Regions from separate parts of the Mus musculus genome. Here regions 1, 2, 3, 5, 6 and 7 are each linked to region 4. The links are chromatin contacts, called in public Hi-C, HiChIP or PLAC-seq and promoter capture Hi-C maps. All regions are on one chromosome and are shown on one strand. Each heading gives the region's core, a stretch centred on a gene start, on an enhancer-like site or on the middle of the called end of the contact. The rest is flanking DNA. Distances are from core to core; before and after follow the strand shown. Region 1 has its middle 23 kb from the start of Gm40639. Region 2 overlaps Prep (prolyl endopeptidase). Region 3 has its middle 58 kb from the start of Gm26016. Region 4 holds the start of Atg5 (autophagy related 5). Region 5 has its middle 18 kb from the start of Prep. Region 6 overlaps Prep (prolyl endopeptidase). Region 7 holds the start of Prep (prolyl endopeptidase).

What was found. Promoter capture Hi-C pulls out the DNA fragments that hold promoters and counts their contacts. A called contact is a pair of places that touch in the nucleus more often than the background predicts. HiChIP or PLAC-seq counts read pairs in DNA pulled down with a chosen protein or histone mark.
Region 1: a Hi-C map of B cells shows a contact between it and region 4, with 28 read pairs. The contact joins the enhancer-like site here to the promoter of Atg5 in region 4. A contact is called at or near these places in 20 of 39 promoter capture datasets (the 3T3-L1 cell line, the C10 cell line, cranial neural crest and 11 more), 1 of 15 datasets of contacts at CTCF or cohesin (embryonic stem cells), 7 of 484 Hi-C or Micro-C datasets (B cells, CD8 T cells, LSK cells and 4 more), 43 of 115 datasets of contacts at active chromatin or transcription factors (the 230-238 cell line, the SCID.adh cell line, T-cell acute lymphoblastic leukemia and 26 more) and 2 of 9 other capture datasets (adipose tissue and liver).
Region 2: an H3K4me3 HiChIP or PLAC-seq map of the 230-238 cell line shows a contact between it and region 4, with 14 read pairs. The contact joins the enhancer-like site here to the promoter of Atg5 in region 4. A contact is called at or near these places in 9 of 39 promoter capture datasets (the 3T3-L1 cell line, the C10 cell line, cranial neural crest and 5 more), 15 of 115 datasets of contacts at active chromatin or transcription factors (the 230-238 cell line, astrocytes, bone marrow-derived dendritic cells and 8 more) and 2 of 9 other capture datasets (adipose tissue and macrophages).
Region 3: a contact with region 4 is called in a promoter capture Hi-C map of liver, with 2.9 times the contacts expected there. The contact joins the enhancer-like site here to the promoter of Atg5 in region 4. A contact is called at or near these places in 4 of 39 promoter capture datasets (embryonic stem cells, hippocampal neurons, liver and 1 more) and 2 of 115 datasets of contacts at active chromatin or transcription factors (bone marrow-derived macrophages and large pre-B cells).
Region 5: a contact with region 4 is called in a promoter capture Hi-C map of liver, with 6 times the contacts expected there. The contact joins the enhancer-like site here to the promoter of Atg5 in region 4. A contact is called at or near these places in 16 of 39 promoter capture datasets (the 3T3-L1 cell line, the HPC-7 cell line, HPC-7-derived erythroid cells and 11 more), 1 of 15 datasets of contacts at CTCF or cohesin (embryonic stem cells), 3 of 484 Hi-C or Micro-C datasets (B cells, bone marrow-derived macrophages and hematopoietic stem and progenitor cells), 34 of 115 datasets of contacts at active chromatin or transcription factors (the 230-238 cell line, the SCID.adh cell line, bone marrow-derived dendritic cells and 21 more) and 4 of 9 other capture datasets (adipose tissue, embryonic stem cells, liver and 1 more).
Region 6: a promoter capture Hi-C map of hematopoietic stem and progenitor cells shows a contact between it and region 4, with 5 times the contacts expected there. The contact joins the enhancer-like site here to the promoter of Atg5 in region 4. A contact is called at or near these places in 10 of 39 promoter capture datasets (the 3T3-L1 cell line, the C10 cell line, frontonasal cranial neural crest and 6 more), 2 of 484 Hi-C or Micro-C datasets (bone marrow-derived macrophages and olfactory sensory neurons), 6 of 115 datasets of contacts at active chromatin or transcription factors (astrocytes, embryonic limb bud, embryonic stem cells and 2 more) and 3 of 9 other capture datasets (adipose tissue, liver and macrophages).
Region 7: a contact with region 4 is called in an HNF4G HiChIP or PLAC-seq map of pancreatic cancer cells. The contact joins the promoter of Prep here to the promoter of Atg5 in region 4. A contact is called at or near these places in 19 of 39 promoter capture datasets (the 3T3-L1 cell line, 3T3-L1-derived adipocytes, the C10 cell line and 13 more), 5 of 484 Hi-C or Micro-C datasets (B cells, bone marrow-derived macrophages, embryonic stem cells and 2 more), 37 of 115 datasets of contacts at active chromatin or transcription factors (the 230-238 cell line, CD4 T cells, the NIH/3T3 cell line and 26 more) and 4 of 9 other capture datasets (adipose tissue, embryonic stem cells, liver and 1 more).

The regions. Positions count from the first base shown.
Region 1 is chr10:44,999,100-45,002,594 of GRCm38.p6, forward strand. No RefSeq gene overlaps it. Among named protein-coding and RNA genes, the nearest start is that of Gm40639, 23 kb to the right of the region's middle. Within about 2 kb of position 1,647, at least 127 of the 459 cell types and tissues checked have an H3K27ac peak or open chromatin away from gene starts, as enhancers often do. A contact at or near this core is called in B cells, CD8 T cells, the SCID.adh cell line and 9 more, where this site is marked.
Region 2 is chr10:45,102,384-45,105,897 of GRCm38.p6, forward strand. All of the region lies in intron 6 of Prep (prolyl endopeptidase), which reads left to right. Among named protein-coding and RNA genes, the nearest start is that of Prep, 37 kb to the left of the region's middle. Within about 2 kb of position 1,993, at least 55 of the 459 cell types and tissues checked have an H3K27ac peak or open chromatin away from gene starts, as enhancers often do. A contact at or near this core is called in the 230-238 cell line, double positive thymocytes, liver and 3 more, where this site is marked.
Region 3 is chr10:45,209,345-45,212,852 of GRCm38.p6, forward strand. No RefSeq gene overlaps it. Among named protein-coding and RNA genes, the nearest start is that of Gm26016, 58 kb to the right of the region's middle. Within about 2 kb of position 1,452, at least 5 of the 459 cell types and tissues checked have an H3K27ac peak or open chromatin away from gene starts, as enhancers often do. A contact at or near this core is called in liver, where this site is marked.
Region 4 is chr10:44,266,632-44,270,461 of GRCm38.p6, forward strand. It overlaps Atg5 (autophagy related 5), which reads left to right and starts at 1,708. Exons shown (of 8, transcript NM_053069.6): 1 at 1,708-1,953. Gm40637 (a long non-coding RNA gene) reads right to left here and starts at 1,571. Exons shown (of 2, transcript XR_871625.2): 1 at 1,482-1,571; 2 at 1,111-1,330.
Region 5 is chr10:45,047,426-45,051,099 of GRCm38.p6, forward strand. No RefSeq gene overlaps it. Among named protein-coding and RNA genes, the nearest start is that of Prep, 18 kb to the right of the region's middle. Within about 2 kb of position 1,521, at least 85 of the 459 cell types and tissues checked have an H3K27ac peak or open chromatin away from gene starts, as enhancers often do. A contact at or near this core is called in B cells, adipose tissue, bone marrow-derived dendritic cells and 4 more, where this site is marked.
Region 6 is chr10:45,127,062-45,130,849 of GRCm38.p6, forward strand. All of the region lies in intron 10 of Prep (prolyl endopeptidase), which reads left to right. Among named protein-coding and RNA genes, the nearest start is that of Prep, 62 kb to the left of the region's middle. Within about 2 kb of position 2,275, at least 77 of the 459 cell types and tissues checked have an H3K27ac peak or open chromatin away from gene starts, as enhancers often do. A contact at or near this core is called in hematopoietic stem and progenitor cells and hippocampal neurons, where this site is marked.
Region 7 is chr10:45,065,394-45,068,985 of GRCm38.p6, forward strand. It overlaps Prep (prolyl endopeptidase), which reads left to right and starts at 1,823. Exons shown (of 15, transcript NM_011156.3): 1 at 1,823-1,982. The coding sequence starts at 1,938. It also overlaps 2310075K07Rik.

The DNA of each region.
Region 1 (3,495 bases), core at 397-2,896, 730 kb after region 4:
TATCCGTGTATTAAGAGCTATGGGGAAAAAAATTAAAGTATTTCTTCGCACAGCCTGACCAGGAGAGGTTTACAGATGAGAAACAAGTTTCTCTTGGGAAGGGTGGACTAGAGATCTTGAAAAGGCCTCTATTTGACTCTCCTCCAGGCATCCGACCTCAGCCCTAGTACTGGTGTGTTTGCACAGAAACCTCCAGAAAGGACCTCAGCTCTCAAGACAAAAGCTTTCTCGATGAACTTTGAAGAACATGGTTCATAAATACAAGAAAGAAAAAAAAAAATCCCTCTGCATCACTGTGAAGAACTGACTCTGTTCCAAAATGAATTTATGATGAAAAGAAATATTTAAATTGAAATTAAAATATTAACATCAGGGCAAGGCCTGACTCATACAGCTATACCACAAACACTCTGAATACTTTCACATATCCCTGAAGTTAATGTATTCATATTTAGATTTGCAATATTGTGCTTTAGAATAATTTTAGTACAAAAATACCAAACTAGTCTCTTATAGCTTTGAATCTAGTCTAGTCACACACACACACACACACACAAGCAGTGTCACCCTGATCTCTTATTTAATGCTCAACATTCAAGGTACACAATTTAATGTTCATTGTGGATTGTCCATAGATTTATGATGGCTGTAGAGATGTTCATAAAATCTGAGCTATGCAAGGCTTTCGGCATCTGTCTCATTTTTATCAGAACCATAAAAATCATCACCCTCTTGTTCCTAGTCAGTCTTTCCTGCTAGATAATATAAACCAGAGAAAAATAACGTTGTATCTGAGTGTCTACTTTAAGTAGACTCTGTTGCAGAGGTGTGTGTGTGTGTGTGTGTGTGTGTGTGTGTGTGTGTGTGTGTCTGTCTGTCTGTCTGTCTGTCTGTCTGTCTGTCTGTGTATACAGAATAGTGATGGTATGTCTGGAAATGGAGAGAGAAGAATATTGAATTAAACTACATATGTTTGAGGATTAAACAGGCTCTGTACGAAGCTCTTCCTAGTACCAACTGTCTTATGAACCAGAACGATGCTGCTGTGGGGCACCACTCGTTTTAGCCATGCGCTGACCTGTCCTACGCAGGAGCACAGTCTCTCAAGTGTACACAGAGAGGGGAAGCAGGTGCTTCGACTCCCCAGCATCTGGTTTAAATGACCACAATGCTGAGAGCACCTGCAGCCAGCATTTCAGCCAAGTCTGGCCTCCCATTGTATTCAACTGTTCTTTCTGCCTTAAGCAAAAAAGGCATTGTTTATCTGATTTGCCAAAGGATCTCCGGGGAGGTGGAGAAAGACCGGACAAACAAAGCTAAAACTGAGCGCCAGTGGACCGCACGGGAGGATCTTGATTATTTGTGACTATCCACGGGGATCTTTCATCCTGACTAAACAGAGAGAGAGAGAGGAGGGGGCCCCACGGGGACATAGAGAGACAGACAGAGACAGAGAGAAAATATCAGCTGCATTTGGTGCTGCGGGTTTAAGAGCAGAGCAGAGAATAATCTTACTGAGAAGGTGGAGCTGTAGTTTGTGTGCTAAATGTTCAGTCTATGCACTTTCCACGTTCCTAGTTTAGAGCAACTACGCACTGAGAGAGCTGACTGCCTCTAAACGATGTCAAAAGCAGTAGTAACCTTGGTTCAGACTTTTCAAATCAAGGTATGAAGAGCAAATAAAACTGACCCACGGAGGGGGGGGCAGTTAGAGGGGGGGACAAAAACCAAAACCCAAAACAAACCTGTGGTCGATGTGTTAGAACCAAAATAAAATGACCAGTCGTATTTTCAAGAACACGGAAAATAAAGTCTTCCTGCGTAGTGTTTGCTTAGTAAATAATTCTGTGGAGCCCCTTTATTTCCTTTTTTCTTTTCTTTTCTTTGTGTAGAGCCCCAACTAGTGGGAGATTGGAAAACTGCACCTGAAGAGAGGCCATTTAAATGGAGGTGACCATTGGACTTCCGGCCAGCATATGAGCACTTTAGGACAAGGCTGATTTTCAGGTGTGAGACTGCAGACAGGTGCTAAGAGGGGAGGGTTGTGAAACTGCCTTCTTCTTAACTTTCTGCATGCTAAAGGGCAACCTGGCGCCGAGGAAAGCAAACACACTCTCTGGCATGTGAAATGACTCAGTGCACTCTAGCTACAGCTAATTCGAGAAAGGAAAATAAATTCTGAGTTCAGAACTTATATGCCTCAAAGATCTTTTTTAAAAGAAAGGGGACAACATCCTGTAACCGAAAAGAAAAAAGAAAAAACTGCACAGGCTGGAGGAAAAAGAGCCGGTTTCACATGTTAAATGAGAATTCAGTTAGAAATATTTTTACCCAGTTGGTAGTTTTTACTGAGAAGAGATAAGAATGTGCTGTGTTGTGATAAGAGGAGCTAGCTGTAGGTAGACCAGCAGGCCGGAGGCCATCATGCAGGAGAGATCAGAACTTCAATGAAGAATGAGACAGAAACGCCTAGAAAAGTGGGGTGTACTGTTCTGAACTCAGAATTTATTTTCCTTTCTTAAATTAGCATAGACAGAGTGTGCTGACTCATTTCACTTGCTAGAGAGTGTGTTTGTTTTCTAAGGGGACTGAATCTCAGGAGCTGCTGGGATTTTAAGTTTGTTTCTTTGTTTCTTCTTCCATCCTTTCAAAAACTCTCATTCTGCTCAATTGTTTTTAAAATAATGTTTCCTTTGACAAAAAGTGGCAATAAAATGCAGACAGCCTGGAAAGGCTATTAAAGAAATAATCCACGATGAGTTCATTAATTAAAGTATAAGAATGTGCATCAGGGGTTGTCATGCAGGCTTCAGGGTGTTTGTGGAACTCCCTAACAAGAAAGATCTATAGTGTGTGTGTGTGTGTGTGTGTGTGTGTGTGTTTCTGAATTCTCAAAGAATCCCATAAAAAACAAACAAACAAACAAACAAATCCAACTACACAGGAATCTGCACATAGACAAAAACCAACCACATTGTCATAGATGTGCCTCAGAGTGGTCTGACTTCAGAGACTGCATAGAAAAGCCCCACAGAGTCATCAAGCCATGTCTAGGGCATCTCACAGAGCAGATGCTAACCTCCAGAGTCACAGGCTTCCCTGTGCATTGTGCACTAGAATAAAGGTGTGGTGGGTGTCCTGCTTATACCTTGAGGGCATATGGGTGCACACAGTCCTCATCAGCTGCAGGGATGAACAACTCGCTCTCACCACTTCCCTCCATGTGAATGTACAAAAGGCCACTTATGCTCAAAATTTGAACATAGTAGTAATTATTTTTTTTTATCCCCACAGATTAGCCAGTAAAATTCAGAATTTAACCACAACAACAGAAATACCTTTAACTTTTAGGAGTCAAACACCTACTCAGTATACACAGTTGTTACAAAATATCAATTCAAGGGAGTTTTCTCTGCCACTTAAAGTTTATGGTGATTATTAAATAAACAGACCTTTGCTTCATTTGAAAAGGGATTTGTTTAAATACTACTTATT
Region 2 (3,514 bases), core at 743-3,242, 840 kb after region 4:
TTATTGGTAGTATTTCCAAGTAGCTGGAACCAAGGCAAGCCCCAGATGCTAGCTTTCTTTTTGCCCTTAGTTATTTTCTAGTTGGGTTAAATCAGCACTCTAAATATAGGCCAGAGGACACCATAGAATACAGCTATCAGAATATTGACATATTAAACTTTGTAGTAGTAAGACTGGTGACTTTCAACTTTGATTCCTACCAATACCGTGAAGAAGGTAGGTAGATCTAGTATCAGAACATAACTGTCTCATTTATAGTCATTCTTGGGGTTTTGCTTGTGTTAATGTTTTATCAAGGACAAAAGTGACTATGACTTTAAGGAAGTTTGCAAGACTTAAAATCTTATAAAATAAAGGGTATGAAAACTAGAAACTTAGGAATTACATATTTCATAATTGGTCAGACTAGCATTACTGCTTCTCTTTTCCACACAGTGTTTTTAGTCAGATTGCTTTCAGAAAGCGAGGCTACTATAACTACTATCATACTGCTTAAAACAGTAATACTTTGTAGAGGAGGACTTAGGCTGTCCATCAAAGTCCAGACCCTGACTCTCTTGTTTGTTTGCTTCTTGATCCCCCCAACCCCACCGCTTATCTGTTAGAGTCAGAAAGACCTTATTAGCAGAATGTTTGTCTTCACAGTGATCTCTAAAAATCATCTTTAAAATAACCTTAAAGTATTCTAAGAAGCTAAGGAACTATTGTTCCTAATTAATTTTTAGTGGAGAAAGGTATTTTTTTCTAATCTGTACATTCAGAGGAAAATCATGTAGACATAGTTTTGAGATTGACAGCTTGAACGTTGAAAATACAAAGGTGTTTCCAGTTAGGCAAATTATGCGACTCTGTGATGATCACCAAGAGGACGACACCTGTCTTAACTGTCATTGTGACAGCGGTGTGCCCTGGGACCCCTGCCTTAGACTGACTGTGACCTGCTGGGGCTGTTAGTCTGGTGGTGCTGGGATGCTCCTGGGATACTCCAGAAGCAGCTGCTCGCCAAGGTCTGGTGCTCTCGCGCGAACGTTGCTGTTCTGTTTTTCCATTGACTGAGGCGCTGCAGCTGAAGGCCTGTCACTTGTGATTGATGTGGCCTGGCTCGAAGCAGCTGCACAGTTTCTGTCTGTTTTCAAAGGACAAGAGAACAAAAGCCTGAACTAATTAATGTTAAAGAGGCTGTTTTGCATAATATCTAATAAAATTATAATTGTGATTACTGATGCTTTTAATATAGGACTGTCTAAAAAGGTGGGGCTAACATGACGAGCATTAGTTTGTTAGCTTAGTAAAAGCAGAAAAGAAATGAAATGTGTGACTCTGATCAGTCGGAAGTGAAAAAGGGTCATAAAGAAATTGACTTTGAGGTGTAGTTGTACATACCTGTAATCCTAACACTCAGTAAGTGGAGCCAGAAGGACCAGGAAGGAACTGAAGGCCATCTGTGGTGGCATAGTGAGTTCAAGGCCAGCCTGAGCTTCATGAGATTCTGTCTTTAAAATATATGTGTGTGTGTGTATGTATGTATGTATGTATATGTATATTATATGTATATATGTATACACACACATATACACAGACACGCAACATGCGCGCACTCACACACACACAGGTCTGGGAATGAAACTGAGCATTTTATTCTCACCAAACTGAGGATCCAGAGAGACTGAAGGTGTGTGTGGTGGTGGCGACTTCCTGGGAAGAGTCACAGGGATTTGCTTTTGGATCACTCTGTGGCTTCTATCAGGATGCATGCGCATTGAATGGGGCTCCCTAATTCAGGCTGAGCTCAACACCCAGGAGCTATAAACCACTAACCGCTTGACAAGGCTTGGTGACAGCGTTATGACAAAAGTCACAAAGCCTTATCAGCACCTAGGGAGTCAGTGGTCCCTAGAGAGCGAGAGCTTGTGCAGTCAGGCTGCAGACCTGAGCCAGCAAAGCTGGAGAGCAAGTGGGAATGGGGCCAACTGGTTTGCCAGAAAATTAATTGATTCAAAACATTTTACAGGCAGATTAGAGAGAAAAAGTCCTGACGACGTTCCAAGTCACAGAGTCCAATTCAGAAGTCACCACATGGCCGATGAAGCACAATAATGTGACCTGGAGCCAGGAAAATCCTTAATCATACGGATAGATTCAGAAATGGCAAATGAGTTAGCAAAGACTTTAAAAATTATAGAAATAATTTACAACGGCTTTTAGAAAACGTTATACAGGACCAAGTGAAGCTCATTGTTTGACATGCCAAGATAGAGATGAGGGTGTTTTTAAAATGTAAATGAGGGGAAATGCTGAAAAAAAAAAAAAAGGTACTTTTGTTAAAATACACAAACCACAGATCCAAGGAGCACAGCAAATCCCAAGAACACTGTTAAGGCCAAGTCTGTAGTAATCTACTTACAAATAAGTGAAAGTAACAAGAAAATACCAAGAGCCTCCAGATAACACACACACACACACACACACACACACACACAGATAATGTCAAATGAAATGACAGCTCTGAGGCATTGCCAGTGAGCTGTGCTAAGGGGCCTCCCCCAGTGCTATTTTTAAAACTACAGACCTTCACCACATGTCCTGCCCCCTTTGCTAAGATTTCTTCCTATTATTTGTGGCACTTGTTGATGTGTAATATGTGGCATAGTTCCATGCTTACGTGTGATTGTCTCCTTCGTCTGGTGTGACATTTTCTGTGAGTTTACTGACACATCATTAATATACATAAATAAAACATGAGTTTGTACATATAGATACTTAGAATATGTCTATGAAATGACCAAATTAAAGGATCACAGGTAGAAAGTGTAGCAAGGCTCTTATACGGAACAAGAGTCAACAGTGTGACCCTGATATAGCTGTCTCGTGTGAGGCTATGCCAGTGCCTGGCAAATACAGAAGTGGATGCTCACAGTCATCTATAAGATGGAACACAGGGCCCCTAGAGAAAGAACCCAAGGAGCTGAAGGGGTCTGCAACCTATAGGTGGAACAACAATATGAACTAACCAGTACCCCCAGAGCTTGTGTCTCTAGCTGCATATGTAGCAGAAGATGGCCTAATCAGCCATCACTGGGAAGAGAGGCCCCTTGGTTTTGCAAACTTTATATGCCCCAGTACAGGGGAATGCCAGGGCCAAGAAGCAGGAGTGGGTGGGTAGGGGAGAAAGGTGGAAGGAGGGTATAGGGAACTTTCAGGATAGCATTTGAAATGTATATAAAGAAAATATCTAATAAAAAAAATAAATAAAGTTAAAAGAGTCAACAGTGTGTGTGTGTGTGTGTCTGTCTGTCTGCATGCGTGTGCATGCATTCATGTGTCTGCATGCATTCGTGTGTGTGTGTGTGTGTGTGTGTGTGTGTGTGTGCGTGTGTGCGCGCGCCCACTCATTTAAGAGACATTACTACAGAAGCATCTTGATTAACCAGATATCTGAACACTGTGGCTCAGCCAAGTTGACATAAAGTTTACAATCATACGACTGTAGAGATACCGAATTTCATACACTGCA
Region 3 (3,508 bases), core at 202-2,701, 940 kb after region 4:
TATTCTATCTTTATTTAGTGCATTTGTTGTTCTGATTATTATGTGTCAGGAGGAATTTCTTTTCTGGTCCAGTCTATTTGGAGTCCTGTAGGTTTCTTGTATGTTCATGGGCATCTCTTTCTTTAGGTTAGGGAAGTTTTCTTCTATAATTTTGTTGACGATATTTACTGGCCCTTTAAGTTGAAAATCTTCATTCTGATCTATACCTATTATACTTAGTTTTGGTCTTCTCATTGTGTCCTGGATTTCCTGGATGTTTTGAGTTAGGATCTTTTTGCATCTTGCATTTTCTTTGATTGCTGTGTCCATGTTTTCTATGGAATCTTCTGCACCTGAGATTCTCTCTTCCATCTCTTGTATTCTGTTGCTGATGCTCGTATCCATGGTTCCAGATTTTTTTCCTAGGATTTCTATCTCCAGAGTTGCCCCACTTTAGGTTTTCTTTATTGTGTCTACTTCCCTTTTTAGGGACTGGCCCATCCTGGTATCCATACCATAAACAACCACCAAATGCAGACACAAATTGCATATGCCAGCAAGAATTTGCCAACAGGACCCTGATATAGCTGACTCTTATGAGGCTATGCCAGTGCCTGGCAAATACAGAAGTGGATGCTCAGAATCATCTATTAGATAGATCACAGGGCCCCCAATGTAGGAGCTAGAGAAAGTACCCAAGGAGCAGAAGGGGTCTGCAACCCTGTAAGAGGAACAGCAATATGAACTAACCAGTACCCCCTGAGCTCGTGTCTCTAGCTGCATATGTTGCAGAAGATGGCCTAATCGGCCATCATTAGGAGGAGAGGCCCTTGGTCTTGCAAACTTTATATGCCCCAGTACAGGGGAATACCAGGGCCAGGAAGGGGGAGTGGGTTGGAGAGCAGGGTTGGGGGAGGGTATAAGGGACTTTGAGGATAGCATTTGAATTGTAAATGAAGAAAATATCTAAAAAATTAAATTGAAAAAAGGAGAGAAAAGAGAGAGAGGCACAGCTGAGAACTATTCCTGGCATTCCTGTTGGCTGTGGTCCCTCCTGCCAGCTTGTGCCAATTCAGCTGAGGCTGAACTGTCTCTGCTAGGTCATGCCACCCCTGCTGATTTGTGTTTACTATCCCAACCCTACTGAACTGGACTCTGGTATATTTGTGAAGTGTTGGGGAGTGGATCAATCTGCTCTTGCTAACCTGTGAACTGAACTGCTCATTTCCTGACAACACAGATGGGATATGCACCAAAGAATAATTTCTAAACAAGTCTACTTCCCCCATATCCTTTCTTTTCCACTACCTTGGGTGCGTGGTGGGCAGGACAGGAGGTTAAAGCATTTAAGAACCATTATTAAAAGTAGGGTTAAGAAAAATTGAAGTTACATTGCTCAATGATTAAGAGTATGGGCTTCTCTCCCAGACAACAGAAATTTGATTCTTAACTCCTACATGGCAACTTACAACTGTCTGTAACTCCAGTGCAGTGATCTAATGCCCTCTTCTTGCCCTCTTGGGCACCACACATGCCAGCTACTGGAATACAGACCTGCATACAGGCAAAACACCTTCATATAATTAAATACATTCATATATTTTGTTTTGTTTTGTTTTGTTTTGTTTTGTTTTGTTTTGTTTTGTTTTTGAGACAGTGTTTCTCTGTATAGCCCTGGCTGTCCTGGAACTCACTTTGCATGTGGGAGAAAAGGGTATTTCAAGCAAGTGGAATTGGAATGGAGAAACAAGCAGGTGTTACTGTCCAAGCATCTGACACAATAGACTTCAAACCAAAACCAGTTAGAGAAGAAAAGGAAGTTGGGCAGATGTGGCACACACCTTTAATCTCAGCATTTGGGAAGCAGAGGCAGATGGAACTCTGAGTTCAAGGCCAGCCTGGGCTACAGAATGAGTTCTAGGATAGCCAGGACCACACAGAGATAGCATAGCATATCTGGTAAAAACAGAGAAAGTGGGAGGAGGGACACCTCATTCTATTCAAAGAAAAAACAGAGTCTATTACACTTCTAAAAACACACCTAACACTGGTGTACTCAATTTTATAAAAGAAACTCCATTACATTTAAATTCACATACTGACCTTAACACAATGATGGGAGGTGACTTAAAACAGTCATAAAAGTGAAAACATCAGAGTGATATCAAATAAATTACTTAAGCAAGAATACAGCAAACCCAAAAACAGTAGAAGAAAGGAAGTAATAAAGATCGGGGCAAAATTAATGAAATAGAAATAGAAAGCAAAAACAAAAGAGTCAATGAAACTAAGAGTTGATTGTTGGAAAAGATAAACAGCATTGTCAAATATTCAGCCAGACCAAAGAAAGAAAATATTTGGAGTAATAAAGTTAGAGATGCAAATATAAAATTATAATAAATATGGATGAAATTCAGAAAATTATTAGGCTATTCCTTAAAAGCATATTCCACTAAACTGGAAAATCTAAAAGGAGTAGGTAAATATTTATATGTGTATGACCTATCACAGCATTAAACCAACATGAAATTAACAATGTAAGGAGATCTACAACATGGAAACGATAAAACAACAACAAAAACAAAAACACTCCCAACTAAAAGTCCAGACTCACATGGATTCACACATAATTTTAACCAAACCTTCAAATAATAATTATCATCAATTCTTCTCAAACGATTTTATAATATAAAGGAGAAAGAAATTCTACCAAACTCTTCTATGAAGCCAGTATTACCCCGATACTAAAACACAGATAAAGATACAACAACAAAGAAAATTTAAACTACTTTCCTAGTCTCAATAAAATGCTTTTGAACTGAATTCAAGATCCCATGAAAAATATCATTTATCATGATTAAGTTGTTTTCTTCATAGAAATACAGGATGTTTCAACATAGGCAAATCAGTACATCAGTACAAATGTAAGATATCATATAGATGGACACAAGGATAGAAATAACATGATCATCTTAATAGATGGGTAAAATCCATCGTGATGAGAGCTCTGAGGAGACCAGGAATCGAAAGAATGTATCTCAACTTAATAAAAGCTATATGTGACAAGCATAGAGCCAACAACATGCTGAAAGGAGAGAAATTCAAAGCATTTCCACTAAAAATCAGAACAAAGACGAGGGTGTCATTTTCTCCACTCTCATTCAATATAGTGTTTAATGTCTTAACTAGACCAATACGACAAGAGAGGAATACGAAGAAAGAAGAAGTCAATGTGTAAGTGGCAGTACTTAGCAAAGAAGGCTTTTCTGATATAGTCAGTGGGTATGAAAACCAGGCTGGGTTGGGGGGGGGGGTGTCTCAGCAAGACTGAGGCTGAGACAAATTCATTTCAAGCAAGCAGACTTTTCATGCACTTTTCAAAACAGAATATATTGGTGGTTGCCAGGATATGATAACAGGTGCCAGTGAATGGGGACCACAAAATTAATGTCTAAGACTAATTGTTCTGACAGACTTCTATACGTTTTACTGATGTCTGTGGAATTCAGAGCTACACAGGTGGCCTAAA
Region 4 (3,830 bases), core at 458-2,957:
GTGGGGAATGGGAGCAAGGGGGCAAGACCTAAGAGAGAGGCAAGAGAGTAGGAGGGTAAGAGAGAGGAGGGGTCAAGCAATCCCTTTTATACTGGGCCAAGCCTATCTAGCTGTTGCCAGGTAACTGTGAGGAGGAGCATACCTGGCTGCTGGCAGGAACTGTGGGGGTGGAGTTTAGACAGAATTCCAACACACTCCACCTACTCAAAGCAGAAATCTCTACTATATTAAACTCAGTAATCAGTTACTAGCTGAAATCATACCTGGTCTAAGCACTGAAAATAAATGACTATTGTATGCTCAGCCATAAAAGGGACACCATCTCCTCCAAGGCTCAAGGAACCTCACAAAAGAAAGGTGTCAAACTCATGGGACAAGAGCAAGATCACTACAACAAAGTTTGAGGCAAATTTGGAGCAAGTTTTATTAAGTACTGGCCAGGACGTGGACACTGGTACAAGGTCCACACCCAGGATAACCAGAGAATGGCACCAAATTACATTAGGTGGAGCCTTATGAAGGCCAACCCAGCTTCTCCTCAACAGAAGTCTGACAAGACCCTCTTGGGTTTCTTCAGGTAACACTGCCTTTATTTAGATTCATGGCTCTAGCCAGGCTCTGCCGCTGCTGACAGAGCAAAGTGTCGTGGCAGAAATTCCAGTAGAGAAATTGAAGCAGAAGGATGGTAAATTCAAGGTCAGATCGGAGGATGGGGGTTAAAGAGTATCCATGATTATACATAGAGTTTGAGGTCAGTCAGCGTTGCACGAGAGCTTGTCTCAAACCCAAAAAAGGAGGAAGAAAGGAAAGAAAAAAAAAGGCTGGAGAAATACCTACAGATCAGTGTAGTTAAGAGTTAATTGTGCTCACTGATCTCGCAAAAGACTAAAATCATTTCCAGTGCCTGCACTGGGTGCCTCACAACTGCCTGTAACTGCAGCTCCCGGGGCTCCATTTACCATCTCTTAGGATCTAGTTGGACACCTCATCCTCTCCGGGTGGGGGAAGGAAAGAGAAGAGTAAGAGGGGAGAAGAGAAGGAGGAAGAGAAGGTGGAGGAGGACGAGGAGGAGGGTGTTAAAATGTTTGGTGAGTGAAGACCCAGATCAAGTACTCTTTACGTTTTGTTTTATTTTCAAAGCAATAAGAGTAGGAAAGGTACTCTTAGAGGTGAGGGAGGTTTTGGTACTTTTACCAACTGGGGTTAAATACAGCCACTAATGCCTACTGTGGTCCTACAGGAGTGGGGAGGTTCTACCGAGCAAATGAATGTGGTTTACCTTGAAAGCCGGGTGTGGTGGCTCACGTCTGCAGTTCTAGCACTTGGGAGACTGAGGAACACGAGATACCTAGTTAAGTCCCAGACTTGCAGCTTGATACCCCTGTCCTGACTCTAACCCAACTAAATTAAACCATCCCAACCACCCTTAAAAGTAAGGTTTTTACAATACTGTTTTGTGAGGAAGAGAAAAATGCTGCTACCACGGCAGCCGATGTCTCAGGATCCTTTATTTCTCTGTTCTTCCACAACTGTCACACTGACAACCGGGAACACCAACGACTGCGTTCTGTCCATCCAAGAAGAAAACCGGCAAACTCGTTCCGAGTTCAGGCGCTCCCTGTGTGTCTGCGCACGCTCAGGAGCAACTCAGGTCTTGCCAGGTTGGGCCGCGCTCGGAGGGCGGAGCGCTTGCCACGTGGTCTTGGTGACGTCATCTCCGGGCGCCGAGGGTGACTGGACCTACGGTGGGCGCCCGGCGCTGCGGTTCACTCTGGTTCCGAGGGCGGAAGTGCCCGTCGGGCTGTTTTCTGACCCGGGCGGCAGCACTGTGCGGCTGCGCGCGCACTGGGACTTCTGCTCCTGCGCCTCTGCAGGACAGTGTGATCCCGGCAGACAGAACCCGACCGAGCGGCTTTCGCGCTGCGGGAAGCCGGAGCAGAGCCGGCACCTCGGGTAGGGCTCATGTGTGTCCCGGGCGTGGAAGTGTGGGGCGGGAGTGGGACCGGGCAGGGGCAGGGGCTGCGGGCGAGCGGCCCGTGTAAAGAGCGCACCCGGAGGGATGGCGGGGGAGGCGGTGCCGCTGGGCGGAGGTGGGGTTGGCGAGACACCGGCCCGGGAGCCCTTGGGCAGTCTAGCTGTCCCTTTGGGTAGTTAGTATGTCAGTTCCTTACTAAGGTAGGAAATGTAGCATCGAGTCTGGAGCTCAAGTTAAGGACTTGCATTTTATTTAAATCGTAATTGTTTCGGTGCTTTTTGATTCTATCTAAACGCAGACTGTTTCTCTTCGATGCAGTTCTTTGAGTCTCAGTTTAATTTTAGTACTTAATACTAACAAATGCATTTTTCTGTTAGTAGAACACTTTCGTTTATTTAGTTACTTTGTTGAAATTGCTCTCAAAGAATATAAACTTGAGGAACCTAAGAATCTGGGTGGCATGTAGGTTTTTCTCCCAAAGCATGTAGCATTGTTTTCACTGAGAAAGCATAGCAAGTCTTCACTAGTCAGAACCCCAGGAGCAGTTGACTATCTAAAGCCTTCTAGAATTCACCTGATAAGTATCTTGGGTCCTTGATACCGAGTATTTGAGTCAGATGCAAATATTCTGACTTCATTAAAATTATTGTTTGAATTGAAATTTGAGAACAAGAACATTGGCTTTATGGTAGTTGTCTTGGCAGGTGAGAATGTTACACTAAGTTTAATTGTACTTTGAGCCCAGTTTTGTGGCCTGTACCTTTAATTCCAGCAGTGGAGGTGGGGTGAAGGCAGGAAAATCAGGAGTTTAAGGCCAGCCTTGGCTATTTAGTGAGTTTGCTGCAATCCTAGAGGGCATGGTACTCTTTGCAACACACAGACAACATCCTCCAAAGCCCAAAAACAACCTAGCATTTTTTGGCCCTGCATTGGATCTTGAGCAGCACAAAACCAAACTATAACCCGAAAACAAAACAAACCCCAACTGTGATTGCCCACGTTTCTAATCCTTGTGCTAGAGAAGCTGAGGAAGGAAGGTTGCTTTGGGTTGGAGGCCAGCCTGTACTACAGAGCAAGACTCTTGTCTCCGAAAAGAACACACAAACACACACACACAGCTTTAATCCCGGTCTGCATAGTGAGTTTTAGACTAATCAGAGTGACACAGTGAGCACCTGTCCCAAGGGGAAAAAAGTATTTTCCAGGTGATAGAAAGTTCTAGAAAAAGGATAAGCCAATGAAATGGAATGGGTAGGGGTGGTGGTGTGCATGGGAGATCTAGTGCTGTTCACAGAAAAGGTATGTGAGTGAGGCTAAGCTACATGGAAAGGCCATTGGAGCATACTAGCCAATTCCAGGGGCAAATAGGAGTGCTTAGAGATGAGACAAGGTCATTGTGGGACTTTGTAAAGACTTATTTTTTTTTTCCATTTTAATCATAAAGTGACCAGGTTTTGCCTGCATATCCATATGCCCATCATATTTATGCCTAGTGCCCATCAAGGAGTCTGCTAGAACTAGAGGTACTGAAGGATGTGAACCACCATGTGGGACTGAGAGTCAAACCCATGTGCTCTGCAAGTGCAGCCGGAATTCTTTACTGCTGAACCATCTATTTTTTACTTTTACTTTTTTTTTTTTTTTGAGACAGGGTCTCATTCTGTGGCCTTGTATCAGGCTGGACTTGAACTCATAGCTATCTGCTTGCCTCTGCCTTCTGAGGGCTGGGATTAAAAGTTCAGATTCCTTCCTTCCACCCTTCCTTTTCTTTCCTCCCCAACTCACTCCTTCGTCTCTTTGTCTCTCTGTCTCTGTACAGGATTTCTTTGTGTATTCCTGACTGTTCTGGAACTTG
Region 5 (3,674 bases), core at 271-2,770, 780 kb after region 4:
TGCTTTTATAGAGGACCTGAGTTTGATTCCCAACTCGTGTCAGGAAGCTCACAACCACTTGTAACCCCCTCTCCAGTGGCTCTCTAACCTTCACAGGTCCCCACACTCACATACAGAAACCCACACAGACACAGATACACATACATATAATTCAAAATAAAATAAAAAGCATGGTGTGGTGATGGTGGCCCATGCCTTTAACCCCAGCAGGTGGGAGGCAAAGTCAGGCAGATCTCTAAGTTTGATGCCAGCATGGTTTACACAGTGAATTCCACAACAGCCAAGGCTACATGGAGAAACATTCTCTCAAAACAAAAAAACAAACAAAAAAAATCAACCTATCAATCTATCAATAAAGCACCTAATTGAGGTAAATGAAAAGGGAATTCTTGGAAGAGAAGTTTAGGGAAATGCATATATTTTTAAGATGGGCAGTGAGACCGAAAGTACTGCTGTACCCACAGAGACTGCTAGATCTGAATAATGGTTAACAATCAGATCTCTGAGTTCCAGGACAGCCAGGGCTATACAGAGAAACCCTGTCTTGAAAAACCAAAAATCAAAAAACCAAAAAGAAAAAAAGAAAAAAAAAAGGATGGTGATGGTTTTAGGTGATGGAAAAATACTAATCTCTGATCATTACAATGCAAACTAGCATCAGGGAGAACCCATCCCTTGCTTGGATTTCTAGGAGCCTGTATTTTAAATGAAGGCAAAGGAGAGCCCTAGCATTCAGATTATCCTAGACACGTTACCTATGAAACTATTTGCTTGTCTTGATGGCGGAGGACCCTATGAGTCACGAGCGTAGACATATGATCTTTAAACGTCTGAATTTGGACGTAAGCAAAGAGAAACAGAGCCACAGGCAGACAAAGATAAGAGCTTCCTGGTTCCCTGTCCCTTCTTATCTCCGTCAATGTCAGCGTTAGCTGCGAGGCTCAATGAAGAGCCTCCATCTCCAGATCTTTCCTTTGACCACTTTCATCTGCGCCTTACAGTGCTGGGGAGAACACCCTAGACGTGCTGTGGAGTGAAAGGAGCAGGTGACACAGGTGGAGGGAAGAAGCAGCCAAACAATGAAGCCTTTGAAGGGAGCCAGTTTCCTAACAGCAACTAGGGCTAATTAGTACCTGTGCGGGCAGTCACCTCAACTCTCGTTTTAAAACACCCATTCCTCTTTCTTCACCTGCTAGAGAGAAATTCTGAGGACAGCGGCTTGCCGCCCTCCAACCCAGACAGGTCAAACTTCTTTGTCCTTCCTGAGTGCACTGTGAAGAAAGCCGCGACACAAAGGGAATGTTTTTGTTGGCAGTCAGTTCAGAGCATGTTGACATCTCTGTTTTTAACAACCCTCTGGTCAGCCTGGGCGTAGTCACTCTTTTGAAAGTCGAGTCTTGAGGAAGTAGGTCACGAGAGCCAGTGTTTGGCTCCCCTGAGCGTGACTGAACCCAGGCGTTCACTACTTGTGTGTGGCTTTAGAATGGGTGTCTTGCTGACACCGAGTGCCACCTGCTGATTCACCAACCTGCATGGCTAGTTACTCCAGCTGACCAGCAAGGCTGGACTGTTTCCTCAGAGCAGGGCACGCTGGGCAAACAAACAACTCGTTGCTGACCAAAGCATAAAAAATTACATGGCAGAAGGACTAGGGTTGACAGAAGTAACCCAAGAGGGCCTCAATACACTGGTGTGAAGGGATTAGACATGGGACGGAGACAAGAGATGTGAGGAAGGCTGAGGCAACAGACCAAAGGCTGAGTGGGGAAGTGAGCAGGGGTTTCCCATTCTGAGGCAGGGGCTTACTTGCCAGTGTCCCTGAAACCCATCTTCTTTTCTTCTTCGTCACACGCAGGCCCCAGTTTTCAGGTTCCTTTATAATCTGGGGTAGCCACGAGACTGGATCTGACTAATGGAGCAGAAGCGAAGCAATAATGTGTGCTACTTTCAGGCCTGACCCATAAAAAACACCTGCTCATAACCCTGTCTCCCCTCCTACTTGCCAGGTGGTAACACTAGAATCCAAGCATCTATGCTAGGCAGCCAGGCTCTGCAAGATGCTGAGCCATCTTCCCTCTTTCTTGCCTCTGGGTACTGCTGACTTGAAGCTGTTCGATCCCAGGACTTAAGAAGGAAACGCGTTGTCTGTTCCCTGGGTCCCTGATCTCTCATTACAGCAGGTCTGCCCCCGTTCATATTTTTGGTCATATCAATAATATTATCAGACTCACACACCGTAGAAGTGATTTACTCTGAAGTAAATTGCTCTAGCTCCCCTCTGACAAGGAATATAGGAGACTTGTTTTCTCCTCCAGCTTCTCTCTCTCTCCCAGTGCCTGCACTGCTCTGCGCATGCGCACCAGCCACACCGCCCTCTCACATTGCCTCCATTGTATACCTTGCTCTTAGCTCCCAAGGCATCTTCCCTAAATATCTACCACTGTGTCTTCCCTCCCCAGCCCTCCCTCCAGAGCTATAACCATTTCAGCCTTTCTCATTCTTGAGATTTCAGCTTAGGAGGTTTTCATATATTTTGTGACTCCTTTGCTTTTTCTGTCCCTTCTACCCAGATGTTATATACATGGGTATGTTAAGTGACTATCTGCTTTGAAACGGACTTTTATTATTAAAGGAAAAACAAGGTGAAGTTCTGCCCTTTGACTGGTATTTGTATTTAACCTGGAATGGCTCCTCTGTCCAGTTTCCTGGGTGTGCTCATGTGTGCATACGAAGGATCATTTTCCCCCCTGAGAGATGCTTGGAAAAAAAATAAAAAAGGTTGATGCAAATGAGAAGATCGAATATATATAAGAAATGGGGACCTTTGAAGTCCTTTTAGCAAAAGACAGGTCAACCTCAGAGTGCGAGCTTAGATGTTACTCTGAAGAACAGTAGGTTTCAGTGGAATGTAGGCCAGCGAGAGGAGAGGGAGAGGAGAGGAGAGGAGAGGAGAGGAGAGGAGAGGAGAGGAGGCCAAGAACTCACGGATTACTCAATATCTAAACGCAGGAAGGCAAAGAAAGGCTAGAGAAAGCAAAGGAGACTCTACCCTTATTACATTTTAAAAGTATTATTGAGACATTGTAAGTTACCAGGTGGCACACGCCTTTAATCCCAGCACTCGGGAGACAGAGGCAGGCGGATTTCTGAGTTCGAGGCCAGCCTGGTCTACAAAGTGAGTTCCAGAACAGCCAGGGCTATACAGAGAAACCCTGTCTCTAAAAACAAAACAAAACAAAACAAAACAAAACAAAAAAAAACCACAAAAAAAATTCTCAATAATGCATTTCTCACTTATTGTGTATTATAACAGTAAATCGATTCATTACTAGATAATCTTTTAAAAAGTTGTGCCTTTATCCTAGAGAAATCTGGAGACAGACATTCATCCTGAGGTATGCACAAGGGAGAAAGCTCTTGAGGGAGCTGTGGGAAAAGTCTCCACCAAAACAGGCTGGACACACTTGATGTCATAGAAAAAACAAGAAATCCCAGGGGGAATCTTTCCCTGTAAGGTTCAGACAACAATATACTCAAGGACCAAGCCAGAGTCTGTGGCTTGAAAAATAGAGTAAAACCTCAGACCAGACCCGTGGCAGAAAGCAGAGCTATAGAGATTATTGGGCCGTGAGTCCAGTAGCCTCACTTTCCAGGAGTCTTAGAAAACATTTGCA
Region 6 (3,788 bases), core at 1,025-3,524, 860 kb after region 4:
TACTGGCTGCTGAGTATATTGACTGAAGGGCTGCACCACAGACTATGGTCCATTATACATGTCCTAATTTATTTAGTATGTTAGGACCTTTGAGAAAGTCTGCTGGATTATAATCTGTGTGAGTAGTGTTTAAAATCAGAAGCACCAGGCTTATTATTTCAAAAGCCCTTTCAGACAGGACAGACTTCGTCCTGTACATATTGAGTGGCCTTGGGCAAGGCACACAGCCTTTCTGTCACTGCTTCCAACTGTAAGTAGTGTTCGGGATCCCTTTGGAGTTATTAGAAGGCACTGTGTATTGTGAAGTAACATATAGATTGAGTACAGTCTTGTTCAATAGGAATAACTGTAGTGTTTGTGATTTTTCTACATCACTTTGACTGTTAGACACTCAGCTTCATTGCTAGTTGGGCATCTGGGAGGGTTTCCACCCCGCATGCATATAACATGGCTCTGTAAGAGGTGTATTCCTATCAGCTGTTACATTTGACTTTTCTAGTCCTTCCTGGGCATCCCCGGTGAGGACGGTATATATTCATTTTCAGTTCTAAATGCTGGATTTGGAGAGGGGACAGGGAAAGCTGAAGAACAGAGCAGCTAGATTTCCAGGTATTCAGTGTGCCTGGTCGTGCTAGGTACCTGTGCCACTGTAAGACTCAGAGTCTCTGTCCCCAGTGCTCCGTGACTCAAGGCTGCTCTGGCATTGACCTTGTCAGATACTTAGAGCATTACATAGGTAAACACTTAAGGACTAGCACACTGGCTTGCAGAGGGCAGCACACTGCTCAGTGTTCTGTGCCCGTCACGGGCATCATACTAATTGCCACCACTCCGTGGAGCGCTGTTGTTTCAGGCCCATTTGCAGGGGTCTGGGTTTACATTTATGCAGTAGAGACGGGACGCAGATGTGCGCATGGTTTGATGACGCTCTCAGCGGTGTTTCCAACAGTCGCTTCCCACAGCTCTAGGGAGGGCTTTGTGCGAGAGTGAAAAGCATCCTCACGGTGTATAGTAAAGTGGTAAGTCAAGGCAGCAGGTCTGGAAAAACTCATTTTTGTTTCCAGCGATTCTGGGAATGACATGAATTTGTGCTTTTTCTTGGTGTGATTTGAATACACTTCCCTGACTCCTTCTCTTCTATAGGTAAAGTGTGTGACCATGCAGATGTGTAGATTGGCCAATAGGGTTGGCAACCACTAACTAATAGTGTTCACGACCTACCTCCTAGAGGTACCGTCTTCCTGGAGATGCAGCAGCAGAAGGACCAAACGAGATGGAGAGGGAAGGGCAAGGAGACAGCCGGCTAAGCCACCCCATACACACTGGGGAGGGTGTGTGTGGACGGTCTGCATTTCACAAGGCCTGTGCATTTTGCCTGGGAAGGTGAAGGGCCTGGTGCTGAGTTTCATCCTCAGACACAGAACACTGTCTGTGTTGCTTTTACCCATCCTGGTGGCAGCTCTGGGAAAACTGGCCACATCGGAAACACGTTTTCTTATTAATTGTCTTAAGTTACTGTTCAAAGCAACAGGGGAAACAAGTCTCAGAATCAGATCCCAGAGAACTCATTGTCTCTCTCTCTCTCTCCTCCTCTCTGATCCATGTAAGAATTTTAGTTTTAGGTGGGTTTATTAAATCTCTAGTTAATTTATTACCTCCTTTGCTTTTTACTGTAAAACAACCACATCGGGTTGATCAGAACCTGTCTGCCCAAGTCTTTTCCAGAGAAGCTAAGATACATTAGCGATGCCACCTCGTGAAACAGATTGGGGAACCTGCCTGGGAATCTTACCCACACATATTGCCAGTAATACGCGTCTTTCTCTTTTAACAAAAATGAAAGAAAGTTTAGACTCTCAGTAAGTCGATACAGATTTATAACACTGCCAGGGACTGTTTGTTTGAATGCAGACATTCCATAGGTTGGCACTACTCTCCGGGAAATGTCGGCAAGCCCAAGGATTGAAACACACCAAGATCTGAAAAGATGCTACTGCCCTGGTCCAGAGAAAGATGACATCGTGTGTGGAACATTTCCGGCCAGGGGCTGAGAGAAGCCCTCTTGCCGTGGGGGCTGGGGAGGAGAGTGAGTGGTTTACAATCACTGACGCTTAGGACCTCCTGTCTTGTAGAGTGTGCTTCTGCCTTTGCACTGCTGCGAGATCCATAATTTCACAGCCAGTGCGAGAAGCTGAGCCTCAGCGTGCCGTGTGCTCATGGTGCCGCTGGCCCGTGTCATCAGTGGATGGAATTGTGTGCTGTGGTTGAACGGGGCATAACAAAGAAATGGAGCGTAGCCAGAATTCACTTCCTGGCTTCTCAGAGTCTCATTGTGGTTCAGCCAGCTGAGAGATTGGTTTTTTCCCCCTCAGACTAAAATGAAAGAAAAAAATCATAAACCTGAAAATGGACCAGGAGCTGAATATACGCCAACTATTCTCTTTCCTTAACGGTCTCACGTTGTGTAAAAGACGAGATAAATTAGAAGAGCCCCTGTATCCATATTTTATGAGCAGGTGCAGGCAATAGTAAGGATTTTAAGCGTTCGGCCATGGTGTCACTGCCTGTGCCTCTTGTCCTTTATACTTAGTAGGACACTTTCTTAGGGTGACCGTCCTCACAGTGGTCTGCTGTGTACCTCAATCTTAGCATTGACCATTTGTGTTTGCCAACATGCCTTGGAGTCACAGTAGTGGGATATCTTTTCTGTTTTGTTTTGTTTTGTTTTGTTATGTTTTCTTTTGTGGGTTTCTCTATGTAGCCATAGCTGTCCTGGGACTTGCTCTGAAGACCAGGCTGGCCTTGAACTCACAGAGATCTACCTACCTCTGCCTCATGCTGGGGTTAAAGGTGTGCACTACCATCACCCCCAGCATCTGCTCTTTTAAGTTAGGTTTGGACTTTGTTTTTACCTTTAGGTTTCTGTGACCTCGGTAATAACTGATGTGTGGTGCTAGCATACAGGCTCTGCTGTTGCTAGGACATGTTCTTGAGCATGGATAAGCTTTTTGATGCCATGAAGTGTTGCTCCAAGTTCATAGTGCGGCCCACCCGCATCCACGTGAGCTGTCTGCTGTACTAGTGATAATCTTTTTCCGTAACACTGGGTCTGTATACTCAGGCCTTGGTTAGAAACAGGGAGGGGCCGTGGCAAGATAACTCAGCCAGGGAAGGTGCTTGTTGATAAGCCTGGCACCCTGAGCTTGGTCTCTGAAACCCACGTGCTGGAAGGAAAGAACTGATTTGCACAAGCTATCCTCTGACCCCAGTGTATGCCCCTTGCCATGTCTCTGTCTCTGTCTCTGTCTGTCTCTCTCATTCTCTCTCTCTCTCTCACACACACTATGTAACAGTTTTGTAGGTAGCCTAGGGAAGGGTGAAGGGCAGTGTTTTCATGGAGCACTGAGGTCTCACCGTGGCAGTGACCTGGAATGCTATGAGTTGTTCTCAGTTGGCTGCCCCTGCATTTGCATTCACCTGTACATGATGTCGTCCTGCATACACAGATGTCTGTAGAGCTTTGGCACTCTGGATGAGGGTGTAATACCCCTGTGCAGAGCGGCCTGCCCTTCTCTTGTCTGTGCAGATCTGAAGTAACGACGTAGCCGAAAGGATGGTAAGGGTCTCTGTTTCTGTACGATAGAGAAGCACGTTATATGCCCCTTCTGTGGCCAGTGCCTCATCGTCAGTGCTTTCTCTTCCGTGTCTGGAACACAGCATCACTTTGTATCAGCCTGGAAATGTATAACCCACAGTATGAAAGTATCCAGGTAGCCTTGAGAACATAG
Region 7 (3,592 bases), core at 573-3,072, 800 kb after region 4:
GGGAGCCTTGGTTCTGTCTTAGTGTTGGGTGACTTAGGCGCTTTAAGGTGGCTGAGATTTTTCTGTATCTGTTAAATAGAGTTTGTTACGGGATTAAAGGGACAGCACAGATCTAGAACCTGGAAAACATGAAGGGTATACAACCAGGGAGTGCAGGTTTTCAGCTGTCGAGGTCCAAGGAGCTGGACACGTGGTTGACCCTAAGGAGAGAAAGTGAATGGTATCAGAGGCTCCATTCCTCCCTGAGTATTGTCATGGCTTGTGAGTTCCACACACCCACTGGGGGAGAAGGAATAATGGAAGAGTTGCCGCTAGCAGATCTGCTTTGGGCATGTCTGCGGGGCATTTTCTTGATTGCTATTTGATATAGGAAGGCCTAGCCCTCTAGGAAGTACCATCCATGAGCAGGTAGACTTGGGCTGTAGAACAAATGAGTTATGTTGACCTGTAAGCAAAAACAAATCCTTTCCTCCCTGTGTTTGTTTTCTTAGTCAGAGTTTTTTTTTTTTTTTTTAATCACAGCAACAGGGACAATGATAATAATGATAATAATAATAATGAGCTGCTGCTACACTTGTCAGTCTTTCTAGCATAAGTAGTCAAACTCAAGTTTCTCTTGCTAAAAAGGATGCCCTTGTAAACTACAAACAAACTGCATCTCTATGTGCCTTCTGAGGGGGAAGACGTCGGACAGGTAGAAATGAAATGTTAGCCTTCAGGGACTGAATCCTGGCTCTCTTTTCTTCTCCACCCCTACTATTTGTGAAACTGAGCAAAACAAAGTTCCAGTTTATCTCAACTGTAAAACTGGGACAATAACAGTTTTCAAATCAACATTTAAGGAGGCATCAACGCTTATCTGGGGATTCTCTGAGTCAAGTGTCCTTGGGATTATCTTTATGACGCACTGCACACAGAGATGGCAGGAGCTAGACCTCCTGGCAGCCCCTGGCGACTGGGTTCAGTAGTGCTAGCCTGCAACATGAGCCTTAATAGTTAGAAACCAACAGTGAGAATTCTCTTATAATGCAGACTTTTACTGATGGCCCTATCTTTCCCATGGCAAGTAGGAAGGCAAGGACACATTATACACATTGAAAATTGGGGCTACAATGCCTCTTCTGGGTGGTCTACAAAGGAGGCCCATGGATAGAGAAGTGTAGTCAGTCAGTCTTCATGATGGGTTTGAGATCAGGCAGGAGGTATCTTGTCTCTTTACAACTCAGGAACAGTGTTGCTCAAAATACAAAACCCGAAGCAGAAGGGAGGAGCCATAGGGTCAGACAAGGACCCTAGGTTACCATAAGTTCTCTCACCTCGCTCCCCATCAGTCAGTAAATCTCCAACAAGGGATCATCCATTGTCTTGGCAACACCTCTGAAGAACCTCTTCAGCCTGGAGGCCGAGCAGTCCGTGTCCATCAAGGGTTAAGGGAGGAAGCTGTACTTCCTTCACGATCACCTTGAAGCATTTCTTCTTCCATATACAGAGTGGCTGGTGGCAGGCAGGCGGACGGGCGGGTTGGGGAAAGCCGGCCTAGGTCAGGGAAGAGGCAAAGTTTTCCTTCCTGGGCGCGAAGGAGGGGAGGCGGCGTAGCGCGGGGCTGCGGGAGGCCGGTCGCCGAGCGGCGTGGCGCGGCGTCGCCAGCGTGCTCCTCCGTGCGCCCGGGCGCGGCTGGTGCTCCTGCAGAGGGAGCTGTGCGCCCGTTCCGGCGCCCGCGCGGCGACTCCGCTCCCTCTTGTCGCCGCTTGGGCCCGCCCGCCGGGGAGGGGCTCCCGGCCTTGCCGACAGCGTCTTCCTGCTTGGCGCACTGCCCCACCGTGAGTCCGCCCGTGCACGCCGGCTGTCCGCTCGCCCGCTCGCACGCCGCCCTCCGCCGCAGTCCGCGCCCAGCCTCGCCCGCACTTCCCCCCTTCAGCCCGCGCCCGGATCCGGCCATGCTGTCCTTCCAGTACCCCGACGTGTACCGCGACGAGACCTCCGTGAGTACCCCGCTCTCACCGCGCCCCCCGACCCGCGCCTCCCGCAGCTCGGTTCCCGCAGCCCCCGCTCGCCCCGCGCCGCTCCCCGGCCTTTGTTTGCGGAGCCGCCCGGGTCGCGGGGCTCCTCCCAGCCTGAACCTAGCGGGCGGCCTCGGCCCACGTGTCCACGCCCGTGGTCAACGCCGCTCGGCCCCAAGGACAGACCCCCCGGGCAGGCATGGGCATCTGGGGCCAGTGGGCAGCCAGAACGTACCCCTGTGCTTCTAAGAGGAGAAGCAGTCTGGCTTAAATATGGTGGTAGCACCAAGTGTATGCTGGTGTGTGTGCGTGGGAAAAATGATGTAAGATTTGAAAACAAAAGCAAACTTTGAGAACTTGGAATTTGCAAGTCCTTAGAGTTGAAGCTCATTCATTGCGCTTTAAGGCTGTGCTGTCCCGAATCGGGTGCCTGACGTTGGCTGCTGGGATGCAAATAAGGGAGGCAGTGTTGGGGAAGGAGCAGTGGGCCCACAGTGTGCTGGGGCCAGTCAGGTTCGCTTAAGAAAGGAAGTTAAGACGGGGTGGCCTTTTGCAAGGAAAGTTTTCCCCGCTGGGAGTTAACTGTTTACCTAAGCTGCAGGTGAACTGCAGGTAACTTGAGACCCAGGTAGTGAAATTCAGAAGTGTGTGTGTGTGTGTGTGTGTGTGTGTGTGTGTGTGTAAAAAGTAGTTTGGGACTTAAGTGGATTGAATCCAAACATTAGGACCCCAATTCCTGTAGTCACAACCTGGTTTCTCAGGTTACTTAAAATAGAATCAAAGTAAAAATATTTTTGTATAATACCATTCTATTTTTTTTCCTGTTTACTTTGATCTGGTTCATGACAGAAAATGTACTCTGAACTCAGCACATCACACATGGAGGTAAAGTCTCAGTGTTAAAGACCTTCTCCTTTTCAAGTGAACGTCCAAGTATCTGTGCTGCATTAATGGGTGACCCCTGGGAACCATGTTCTCAGTTGGTTTAACTGCTTGCTCATTGAATTCATCTTCAAGGGGACTGGTTAACTCCCAGACAACCTGAATGCTGTTGTTGGTGGCCCTCACTACCTGGGTGACATTGGGCAAGTCTTACCTGTTGTGAGTTCATGTGTGAGGCCCCCTTTTATACATGGACTATTAAGGCTGACAGGCCTTGACTTGTCATCTAGATGGCCGAGCTCTGCCGTGGGCCAGGTACAAAGATGTGAAACTGTTCCGACTCTGAGTCTTGAGTGTCTTTTCGGTTTTCAGGTTAGCATATGTACATGTATATATGTTACCAATAATATGTATTATACCTGTGTGTGTGTGTGTGTGTGTGTGTGTGTGTATAACTACCATTTTGTGGCTTTGATAAATATAGTCTTAGGATTTTCTTTTCTTTTTTGGACCCGGTAGTTGAGTGAAGGTAGTGTTGGCTCTTGCTTAATTTTTCCTTACTCCAATCTGCACCAGTCTTGTAGTTTATCAGTACTTAACAGTTCCTGAAAGGGTTAAATAGGGATTTTATGAAGTTTTCTAAAAGTTCACACACATCTGTGAAAGGAGTGTTTAAAATTTAGTATGCCCTGTTCCTTCTCACTGAAGGT